Regions from separate parts of the Bicyclus anynana genome. Here region 2 is linked to region 1. The links are chromatin contacts, called in public Hi-C maps. All regions are on one chromosome and are shown on one strand. Each heading gives the region's core, a stretch centred on a gene start, on an enhancer-like site or on the middle of the called end of the contact. The rest is flanking DNA. Distances are from core to core; before and after follow the strand shown.

What was found. A called contact is a pair of places that touch in the nucleus more often than the background predicts.
Region 2: a contact with region 1 is called in a Hi-C map of whole body, with 3 times the contacts expected there. The contact joins the promoter of LOC112047284 here to the enhancer-like site in region 1. A contact is called at or near these places in 2 of 2 Hi-C or Micro-C datasets (whole body and whole larva).

What each region holds. Positions count from the first base shown.
Region 1 is chr4:7,482,848-7,488,084 of ilBicAnyn1.1, reverse strand. It overlaps LOC112047284 (ATP-binding cassette sub-family C member 4), which reads left to right. Exons shown (of 24, transcript XM_024084357.2): 13 at 2,243-2,375; 14 at 2,883-3,074. Among protein-coding and RNA genes, the nearest start is that of LOC112047295, 26 kb to the right of the region's middle. Within about 2 kb of position 2,309, at least 7 of the 8 cell types and tissues checked have open chromatin away from gene starts, as enhancers often do.
Region 2 is chr4:7,530,636-7,536,158 of ilBicAnyn1.1, reverse strand. LOC112047284 (ATP-binding cassette sub-family C member 4) reads left to right here and starts at 4,250. Exons shown (of 24, transcript XM_024084357.2): 1 at 4,250-4,853. The coding sequence starts at 4,780.

The DNA of each region.
Region 1 (5,237 bases), core at 1,060-3,559:
TAGGTAGGTACTACAAAGATATACCGATAGTACCGCCAAGCGGTTTAGCGTTGTTCCGGTACGATGTCGTGTAGAAACCGAAAAGAGGTGTGGATTTTTATCCACCTTCTAAAGAATCAGCACGCTTCCATCTTAGACTGCATCATCACTTACCATCAGGTGAGATTGTAAGTCAAGGGCTAACTTGTAAAGAATAAAAAAGAATATCACTGCAATATCTTCAAGTCATTATTCAATAGGCGTCTTTTAGGTAAACATTTTCCACTATAGACTGCATCGTCGCTTATCATCTTGATTGCCGTCAAACGCTAGCCTATTCATAAATATGAAGATATATATTTTTTAAACAGGATTGGTATTCTTCTTTCTTCTTCTTTTTACGAAAAAAGAAGAAGAGTGTTGTGTGGATACTTACGACAAAATTCCATTGGCTGCGTGGGTATCAAACCTAGGATCTCTCGGACTTTAGTCGGACCTCTTAACCGTGGAGCTATTCAGTATAGGTATAAAATATAAGAGTATGTTGAGTTTATTCAACTTTAGGCAATAATTTTATTTTCTCGCACTAATAATCTCGTCATTGAGTTAGTGTGGTTAGGTCAAACGTGTATAGGTATTAATTATTGTTATATTAAAAATAATTATTTATGTGGACTATCGGAAACTATTTAAAAAAATATGTTAGGTAACAAGGCCACATTCGTGATAACGCAAATAGACTATAGCGATATGTGTGGCCAACATTTTTTGAATATTCGGGTGCTTTGGGCGAAGACACAATCACTTCGCCATTGAATAATTATGTACTGTACTACGTACTAGAGAAGCTGTTGGAAACAAAAAATCATATAGTAACACAATAACGCCGGAGGGCCAGCGCAGAACTGGCTAATTGAAATATTTGCTGCTGCGCTAAAATATTAGTTATTTTTCCCATACTAAAACAATTTTATATCTATACTAATAATATAAAGATGAAGAGTTTGTTTGTTTGATTGAACGCGCAAATCTCAGGAACCACTGGTCTGATAAAAAAAATTCTTTCAGTGTTAGATAGCCCGTTTATCGATGAAGACTATAGGCTATATATTATCCCCGTATCCTACTGGAACGGGAACCACGCGCCGTCAGCTAGTGTATAATAAGTGGATAGCAAGAAACTAATGTATAGCGATATTGCCGCAGGAACGGATTGTAAGGTTGCCAGTCCACCGAGAAGCGGAGCGAGACAGCGGAGTTGAGAAACAGAAATATTAACCAATAGGATGGCACAAAATCTCCGTTCCTCTTAAGTGGACAGGGGCTTGCGAGCTAGTATAAATTTCATATAAAACCGGTAAGCGGAGCGGGGAAACGGAGCGGGGTTAAATAAATTAAATTTAACATTTATTTATTTAGTATAGTCTGCAACTCCGCTCCCCATTACTCCGCTACGCGCCCTCGCTAAGCTCTGGTAGACAGGCAGCCTAAGTGTTGTCTTCTACTATTGACATACCTACTACGTAGGTACATAGAGATTAGTGAGTCAAGGTACTTCGCTCCTCCTTCACGAATATTGCAGCGAACATTATCGCGATGAGTGCAGCTGATCTTTTAATCGCTTGACCTCTTTGTCTGTCTACCCTCTCTCTTTTCCTTGTGTTTTTGACCACAGAACATATTTGACGAATAGCATTACGTTTGACGGGGTTAATTTAAATGATTTCACCCGATGACATTAGATAGAGACAAAGACAAATACAAAAAGCGACCCTATCGATAAGTAGCGATTTCTTCCAGGCAACCTTCGGTTTAGGAAAACTTAAGGACATCAGCAGGTGGCGTAAAACAATAATAACCATAGTATTAGTAATACACATACATACAAATAATTTAAGTCCTAATACTTAAACAATATTACACGAATACCTACAACAATGAATATAATACATATCAAAATATACTAATAAATACATTAAAAGTCATATTGAAGAGAAATAATAGATACAGTTCTTTATCTCGACATTATCTGGACTATGTAACTAATTAAAACAATATGTATATCTGTCTTATAGAAAAAAAAATATCTGGCGTGTGAAATAATCCAAGTTAAACGAACAATAGGTACAAATAAAGCTTAGGGACAATTTTATAAAGATATCGGTACATTGCACTATATCGTTTCTTTGTTATTTAAAGTTGCTTGTGATTCGGATTAAAAAATGTGTGTGTGCGATTATAGTTGCTATGTCGTTGTCATAAGGTCGCGTGTCGGGGTCGGTGTACTGGAAGTACTTCCACGCGGGCGGCAGCTGGGGCATGCTGCTCTTCACCTCCGTGGCCGTCATACTTGCGCAAGTCGTCACATCTGTGAGCGACCTGTGGCTCACTTACTGGTAATTATACTATGTGCGCTGTAGCATGGTGCGGGTGACAGTTGCCTTATGACGTTCTTAATACGTAGCTTTCAAGACTGAAACCAACTGTCACCCGCAACATGCAACAACTGTCACACGAACTGTTTCATCATTCTATTTATTAATTCTCGTGTCACATTGTTACGCTAGCCACTCACCATGTGCATTAGTGCTAGCATTAGTTGCCATAATCCTCGGAAACTGCTTGACTGATTTCGATGAAGTTCATACAACTATTGGCGTGCACAAGTTTTTCAAATCGACAATTAAATATTGTCGATTTGTTAGTTTACCTCATCCCCCTCAAGTCCTCAAAAAACGACAGACAAATAATATCTAATTCCTCTTTGGATGGACCTAATGATTCGAAGTCACGAATAAGCTACACAGGAATCAGGAGGAACGAGGCAGTTAAAGAGAAAAATACATCAGCTAAACTGTTATATAATTATAAAGATATTTGTGATAGAAATAAATTTATTTCAGGATGAACACCGTAGAAGCGACGCACGTCAACGACTCTCTGAAGGAAGAAAGAATAATTCCAAACATTACTATAAATAATGGTTCCGCTGATTCAAACATCGAGGAAGTTTATCTAACGCCGATAGATCACAACTTTTTTATTTACGTTTGGGGAGCAGCCATTGTTGGATGTATTATTCTTACTACGGGCAGGTAAGAATATGAAAAAGTAATACATTATTTATTAGACAGCTGAGTGGCTCAGTGAATAGTGACCCTGCCTTCTGCATGGCAGAGAGGCCGTTAGTTCGATTTCCGGAATTGAAAAATATTTGTGTAATGAACATGGATGTTTTTGTGTTTATACTCGTATTAGTAGTAAGTCGTGATAGCGCAGTGGATAAGACCTCTGCCTCCGATTCCGGAGGGTATAGGTTCGAATCCGGTCTGGGGAAAAATCGGAGGTGCATGCCTCAAGACATAGATAGATAAAGCGCTTGAGGCTGCTAAAGCCAACCTTGAACAATAAAATCCATTGTTCATCGCAAGTTTATTTATTGTTGCATTTTTCTTTAATATCTCAATCATTTTTTTTTTAACAAGTTAGTATTTTTACTTTATAAAAACTCTAAATTTGAAATGAATGAAATGAAATGAAATGAATGAAATGAAAATTTATTGTTTTATCAAGTTTACATAGCTGATTGGGCTGGGACCTTCTATTAAGTACTAGACCTGTATCAGAAAGCCCCGCTCTTCCTTAACTATAATATTATTATAATTATAAAACAAAAACAATAATTTTAACATAAATCAAATAATACATAATTTTCTTACAATTCTAACATGCAAAATAAGTGAGAAATAAGAATAAAATTGTTTGCATGAGCATGCGAACAAGTGCGTGTGTGCGTGTATGTGCGTGTGAGTGTGTGTGTGTGTGTGTGTGTGTTTGTGTGTGTGAGTAATTGAAACTGAAATGGAATGTGTATCCAATCTAATATTCCTGTTTATTGTTTTGTCTTAACTAACTCGGAATTTATTTAATAACGTTTAACAGATCTTCGGTTTCATCATAGGTAAGGCCTTGTAACCATGGAGAGAGCTTCCCCTTGCAGTCAAAGTAGTTTAAGGGGTAAATACCCAAAAGTTTATTAAGTCTATTATATAACATACTTGATCGTTTTTTATATTGCATAGCTGCAAAACAAATTTAACAATTTATTAAAGTATGAGACAGCGATAATAAAGGTCTAAATAAAACGAAGGTTGTCGGCTTGTCGCAAAAAAAACATAACAAAGGGCAAAGACCTTTGCCTTTATTATTATTACTTTATATTTATTTAGAATCTCATGGCGTCGTTTCTCCTGCATTGCCTTGTTCCGATAATTCCTGTTACACAAACAACATGATTTGTGTACATTGTCACATACCTACTTATACATATGCATATGTAAAGTGCGCGCAAGATAAGTCTGCGCGCGACTGGCGGCGCAATTATATTGACAGCTTTATAGCTTGGCAATTTCGTTCGTAACATACCCTATGGTCCGCGCGGGCCGGGGGCGTGTAACGATGTATGAAAAATCCACGACTGATGCACCTCAACTCCCCGCCCGCACTATTTCACACCCGCGTAGTCTTTTCCCCCGTCGCCCGTATATCATGGGAGTGTCATCAACGAATTTGCTAGACTATAGTGATCTCTTTTGTTTGCCAAGAGATAGATGAGATAGACAAGATGGAGGCACTTTTGAGTTTGGCCACGCGCAAACTTATCGTGCGCGCACTCTACACATTGTTCAACTTCCGAGAATCATGTTGTTTCGCATTCGATGGTACCTCATTTTTGTAGCTTATTTGTAGCTCATTTTTGTTTGTATTTCTCGTTTCTTTTCTGTTTATTTATGCCTGCTTACTCGGAAACAACTGCAAATGCAAAATGCAATAGTTTATTATCTACTAGATTTAAAAAAAAAAAATATTTTTGATTACATACATGACGTGATTACATGATAATTTTAGTTTTTAAATGTTTTTGACACTACGCGCCTAAACGCCTGTCAGCCATGATGGTCTATATTTCAACTGTTTCATGACGTCACCATAACAAATCCCTTTCAAACGGAGCGTTTGACAAAAATATTAGTTAACAATTAGTTTGAAGTTTAGTACATCAAGTGACATTGTGACGTCACAAAGTAGACCACAACGTTTTTGTCGTTTGGAAAATTTGAAAAATTACGTCATGATTTTTAAATTATAAGAAATTCTTAACTTTTATTAATTAATATCGATATATTTCGAATATTTATTCCATGTACTATGCAAAATTAATATTGTATTAAATTTAATATGAGTCAACTAACCTATTT
Region 2 (5,523 bases), core at 3,001-5,500, 46 kb before region 1:
ACACTATTATTATAATCAGGTAGTTCGTAAGTTTGTAGCATACATTGTAAGGGGTAATCTTCGGAACTACTGATCAGATTTCAAAAATTATTTCACCAGTAGAATGCTACATTATCGGGGAGTTCTATAGACTATATATTATATTGGTATCATGTATATTAGCCGGGATATCAGAATTTTTGTGCCACAGGTCGGATTGAAACTTAAAACAGCGTTAAACACATGCGCTGCCATAATTGCATATAATATTTAAACCAATGCACGAAGGTATTATGTATCTATAAAAGTTTTTTTTATTAAAAAAAAGCCTCGACACCATATCTATCATCTTCCGTATTTTAGCATATGTAGTAACTTTTGTGTTTGTGTTTTGTGTTATAAAAATAGTTTTACGGAACAATAAAAATCTTAATTATGAGAAAGACAATATTGACCAATTTAAGTGATACGTATTTTTACTACTGCGAGAGAATAGAGTTTGGTTGGGGTAGAGGTAGTGTAGGGGTTCGGTATATGTAGGGTAGGTATATTGTAGGGGTAGCCACTCAAACAATTTGGTTGGCTGTGGAAATGAGTAATTTTAATTCGGAATTCGTTGAGACTACCGCAGACTTCGAGTTTTTCTTATTTCTAAATGTACCTATAGGTACTAGGTAGGTAGGTTTTTCTTATTTCTAAATGTACCTATAGGTAATGTCAGTACGGTGAGTTGGTCACAAAAAATATTTGATGGTACGGTACGGGTTGTGAACGCAATCCCTGACACGTTAGAGTCCATTTTATCCAAACAGAGCAAATTAACGAGCACACCCAGATGCCTCAAACACGTCCAATGTGCGCTCCATTCGTCCTAGGATTTTTGCTGATTGATAATTATAATTATTATTTATTATTCTAAGTCAGAGACAAGTTTGTTAATTTATTAATTAGGTACCTGGAATCCTAGAGATTTGAACTCGGGTGTCAATAGATATCAAATATATCTGTTTGTAAATGTGAATAGACGACTAGCCTATTATAAAATACGTGACCAGAAAAATAAATATGCCGTGTACTATATACAAGCATAATTTTCTACAAAAAGCAAATTTGCTTTTGGAATCACGAATAGGCGGAGGAATATTATTCCAGCAGCGAGTGGCGGCATATTTAAAACTACCCCTAAAAGCAGCTGAACAATGTCGAGGGACGCTTAGAGGCTTACGAGCGAATCTAAATTACTCTCTGTCCGGGTACATCCTGTTAAGCTTCTGACTCATGTGTAATGGCTTACCATCCTTTATTACACCAAAAACTATACTAGCGAGATGTACTTTCCTCCTAGACCTCATCTTTAGCAAATTATGCTTATTCAAAAACGGAGTGACATGAGCTCGAGGAGGAATGCTGAAACTGTATCGTGCACACGCATTTTGAACCCGCTGTATGAGCTTATTGGTTCTGGCCAAGATACGAGGCCTACATCTGCATAATTTAATTTGGATAGTATGAGGCTTTCCACCAGGTGAATACGTACTTCTTGACTGATGTAATTACGAATTTTGTACAAGATCTTTAACCGGTAAAAGCAATTACGTACTACCGCAGCTATATAGTTATCGTATCTTAGCCCAGAATTGTCGCATTGGTTCGTCGGCTTTTCGCGGATAATAGCAAAATAAATAAATTATTGTATATTCATGATGGACTTTCATTTGGTTTTACCAGTTGCACCTATATTTATTGTAAAAAAATCCGCACTAATCCCCAGCTAGGTCATCATTACAGTATCATATGATGAGAAGTACAAGTGTCAGTATAGTACCTACCCAAAAATGTACACCAGCTCTCGGACTATATGAAGAGAGTCTGTGAGTGGTGGCCGGTGCCGAGACGAAACAGTGCTGATACCATTTCGAGTTTTAGAGACTACACCTGAATCGTATAGGAAATCTAAGTAGTTATGACCACAGTAAGTAATTATGTACCTACCTATACATAATAGTACAAGTACGTACCTACCTAATATTACGTTACGTACGATAAAATAAAGTAAAACGTATGTACGTAATACGTATAGCTTAGACCAATGGTCTAAGACGTAGGTATAGGTAACATTTTACTTTATTTTTACAGCGATTAACTTGGTCTTTTTAGGTCTATGTAGGTACCTATGTAAAAAATTATTGATTGTACCTAATTAAAATTATCTAAAATATTTTTTTAACATGAAAATGGAACCGACTAACTTCAGTTATTTTGATTGTAACAATTGTAAATTACTATACCGATTTTCATGAAAATTAAATGGGACCAATTTGAAATTATATTCTTTCAAACAAATAAATAAATTTCAAAATTGAAAATAATAAAATTATGAGTTAAAAAAAACATACGAGTCGACCTTCTCCTTTTTTTGAAGTCGGTTAAAAAAATATTTTGAAACGACCACAGAAAGTCTTCCGAGACGGTATCTTCAAGTAGAGAATAATAAATGCATGACGAATGATACATACGAGTCATGAATGCAGAGTCTGGGATGCCTTGCTGATGTAAGCTTAGGCTGTGGCTTAGGTGGGAGTTGAGACTAAGTTTTTAGATTAATATTGTAAGCAACATCGATCGTCACAGATCGAAGGCTTTCTCATAGTCATTGGCGTATCTAAAATCTTTTCCTAGGGTGGGCCTGGGTCATAGGTCATCAAACGCCAAGCAACGTGGTTGGTAATACTCTTCGGGGTTTTGTATAACCTGCATTGACGTATCTAGGATATACGCCTATGGTAACCTGCCTCAGCGTATGTATTTTACGAGTATGTGGTCTTTCAGGAGTTCTGGTGTGATTCAGCGAGCACCAGGTTCCTTGTTGTTCTTAAATTGTTTGAGAGTCATACTAATCTCATATAGGCTGATAGGCTGGCTGATATCCCGGAGGGATATCTTCGGTATAGTGTCGTGTCAGTTTAGCTCTGGGATCCTTGCCCAAATTGTCAACAGGCTTTTGAGTATAACGGTTCGTAGAACTTCTCGAATAGCAGGGCCTCCGGGGCACTAGGGGCTGTTTGTTTTTGCCTGTATCCATAAATGTTAATGCCCAAAGAATTACCACGCTGGCCATGCATTCGAATGGCTGGATTTTTTCCGCACCGGTTTCGCTGCTGCCTGACACCAGCCTGTGCCATTTAAAAAAGTCCAACCAGTTTCGAATGGTTATACCGTATAACCATTCGAAACTGGTTGGATTTTTACTTTGGCAACCGATTTAACTTATACCGCCACAAATCGGTTGCCAAAGTCAGTCTGCGGGGTGCTCCACGAGCAGGTGAGGTTGGCATTTGGTTGGCTGACTGGTACTAGCCTCCCCCTTACACCCCTTGATTTGTAATCATACAAAATGTAATGAATGACTTGTGAAAACTTTCGTGAGTAGTTACCTTATCTACCTACGTAAACGTCAAGTGGTTATTGATAGACCAAAAAAGAATAAATCGTCCCGTCACTAGCAATGATTGACTTTATTGGTAAGTAGATAACATTTTGTGGTAGGTGTGATTTTTAAATATCATAACTAGCGGGCGCCAGCGACTCCGTCCCCGAGAAGTTACGTTTCCTCCTTTCAATTTTTCTTCCAAAAGAGACTGTAATTATGAAAGCCGGGAGGAGCTTACTATGTTTAAATACACATTAAGTAGGTAGGTGTAAGTATAATAATAAATGAAAACTCTGTCTGTTTGTTTGTTAATTTTTCATAGCTGAATCGATTTTGATAAATATTCGTAGGTATAGGTACAGATAATTTGAACCCTGGAACAGAACACACTAGGATTTGGTAAAAACAGAATTTACAAGACATAGGTATCTATTATATAAAACTATCTATGTCAATAAAAAACAAGATTTGTTCAAACCGTAGGGCCTAGTTCGGACTACTTTATTATTTTAGTCGAGTACGAACAATTTTTGGGCGGTAAATCCAAAAAAATTACATATATAGGTAGGTATATACTCCACTAAAATACTAAAGTAGTCCGAACTAGGCATTAGTATTGCAGTTTGAAATAATGTAACTAATCCAACTGTTTTGTATATATTGATAGGTATATTGCATGCTGACCATCTGGTTTAAGTGTATATTATATAATACACATTAAATACTTAGTAATCATGATTCCGCAAAATCGGGATGTGGAGTTATAAAGAGCGATATGTGAACATTCAACAGCAACACTGCCCGTCTGTCTGTACTTCGCTCGGCGCTTCGCCGCCGCGTGAATTCAGTCAGTTGTTCAGTTTACGCGCGACGCGGCGCGACGACGTTCGCTCAAACAAATGTACTGGCCTGATATTCCCGTACTTATCTGTGATATTGTTATTCATACTGGACTTATATTCCGTCGTACTTATTCACTGTAGCTACTTACAATTCTTATAAAATATATTATCGCGGCGCCTAATAAACGTTCGTATTATTGTTTCTCAAAAAACTATCGAATTGCCACCTCATTACGCAATGCAATACCAAAAATTGTACTGAGATCAGTGATCTGCGTGACACATAAGTGATTTCCGATTTAAACAAGAGCAAGTGATATTTATGAGGAATATTAATAAACTATGTTGTGTGTATTGTGGTCTAAGTGCTTAAAGTGTAATAATGTGATTAAAACTCAAATATTTTTTGATTAAAATTTATTGAAGTTTGTGCTGACTCAGAAAAATAGTTACTGTTTAACTTTAAAATAAGATTTGGGAATCTGTGTCTATTTTTTTGGACTTATAGATTTCTAACTCCAGTGCAAGATGGATTCAAAAGTTGTACTCAAAGAAAAAAATCCGCACGATAATGCAAACATATTATCGAAAATATTTTTGTGGTAAGTGTCGCCTTTTTTGCTAACCTTTCAAGCTATAAATATTAAATGGCATTTCATTAAAGGATAATATTTTAATGCTTTTGAGTTTTTTTTAATTAGCCATGTATAAAGACATATCACATGACCATAATTTTTCTTTTTTCTCGCATCGCAGTTAGTCGAATGCAATATGAATACCGAACCTCATGCTTCTCAGATTTGAGTCCGGTCCCGTAACAGGGTGTCATTTATAAGTGGACAGCTGTTCGACATTTTTCGATAGCTATTATTTAATTTGAGACAAGCTGAAAACTTTGGCCTATTGCTACTTTTTCTATACCTACTGGGTATAACACAGAGTTTAAGACCTTTGGAGTTACTTTTTAAATAGCAATTTAAAGGGAGATTTTATTTTTAATTGAATTTTTTATGCAATTAAAAATAAAATTTTAATCTTCATGTACCTAAAGGTTGATTTATCCCTACTATAACCCAGCCAGGTCACCAGTGCAGTCTGTTAGGGTAGTAGGTATAATATAAATATACACACAAAAGACAATTTTTTTTGCATGCCTCAAATATCTTGTTAAAAATGTCGACCAGCTCTCGGACTATAAGCCAGCCACTCACGATCACGGATCAAGTTTACCGTCAAGTCTGCAGTGCGCTAATGCTACTCACCGACGGTCCG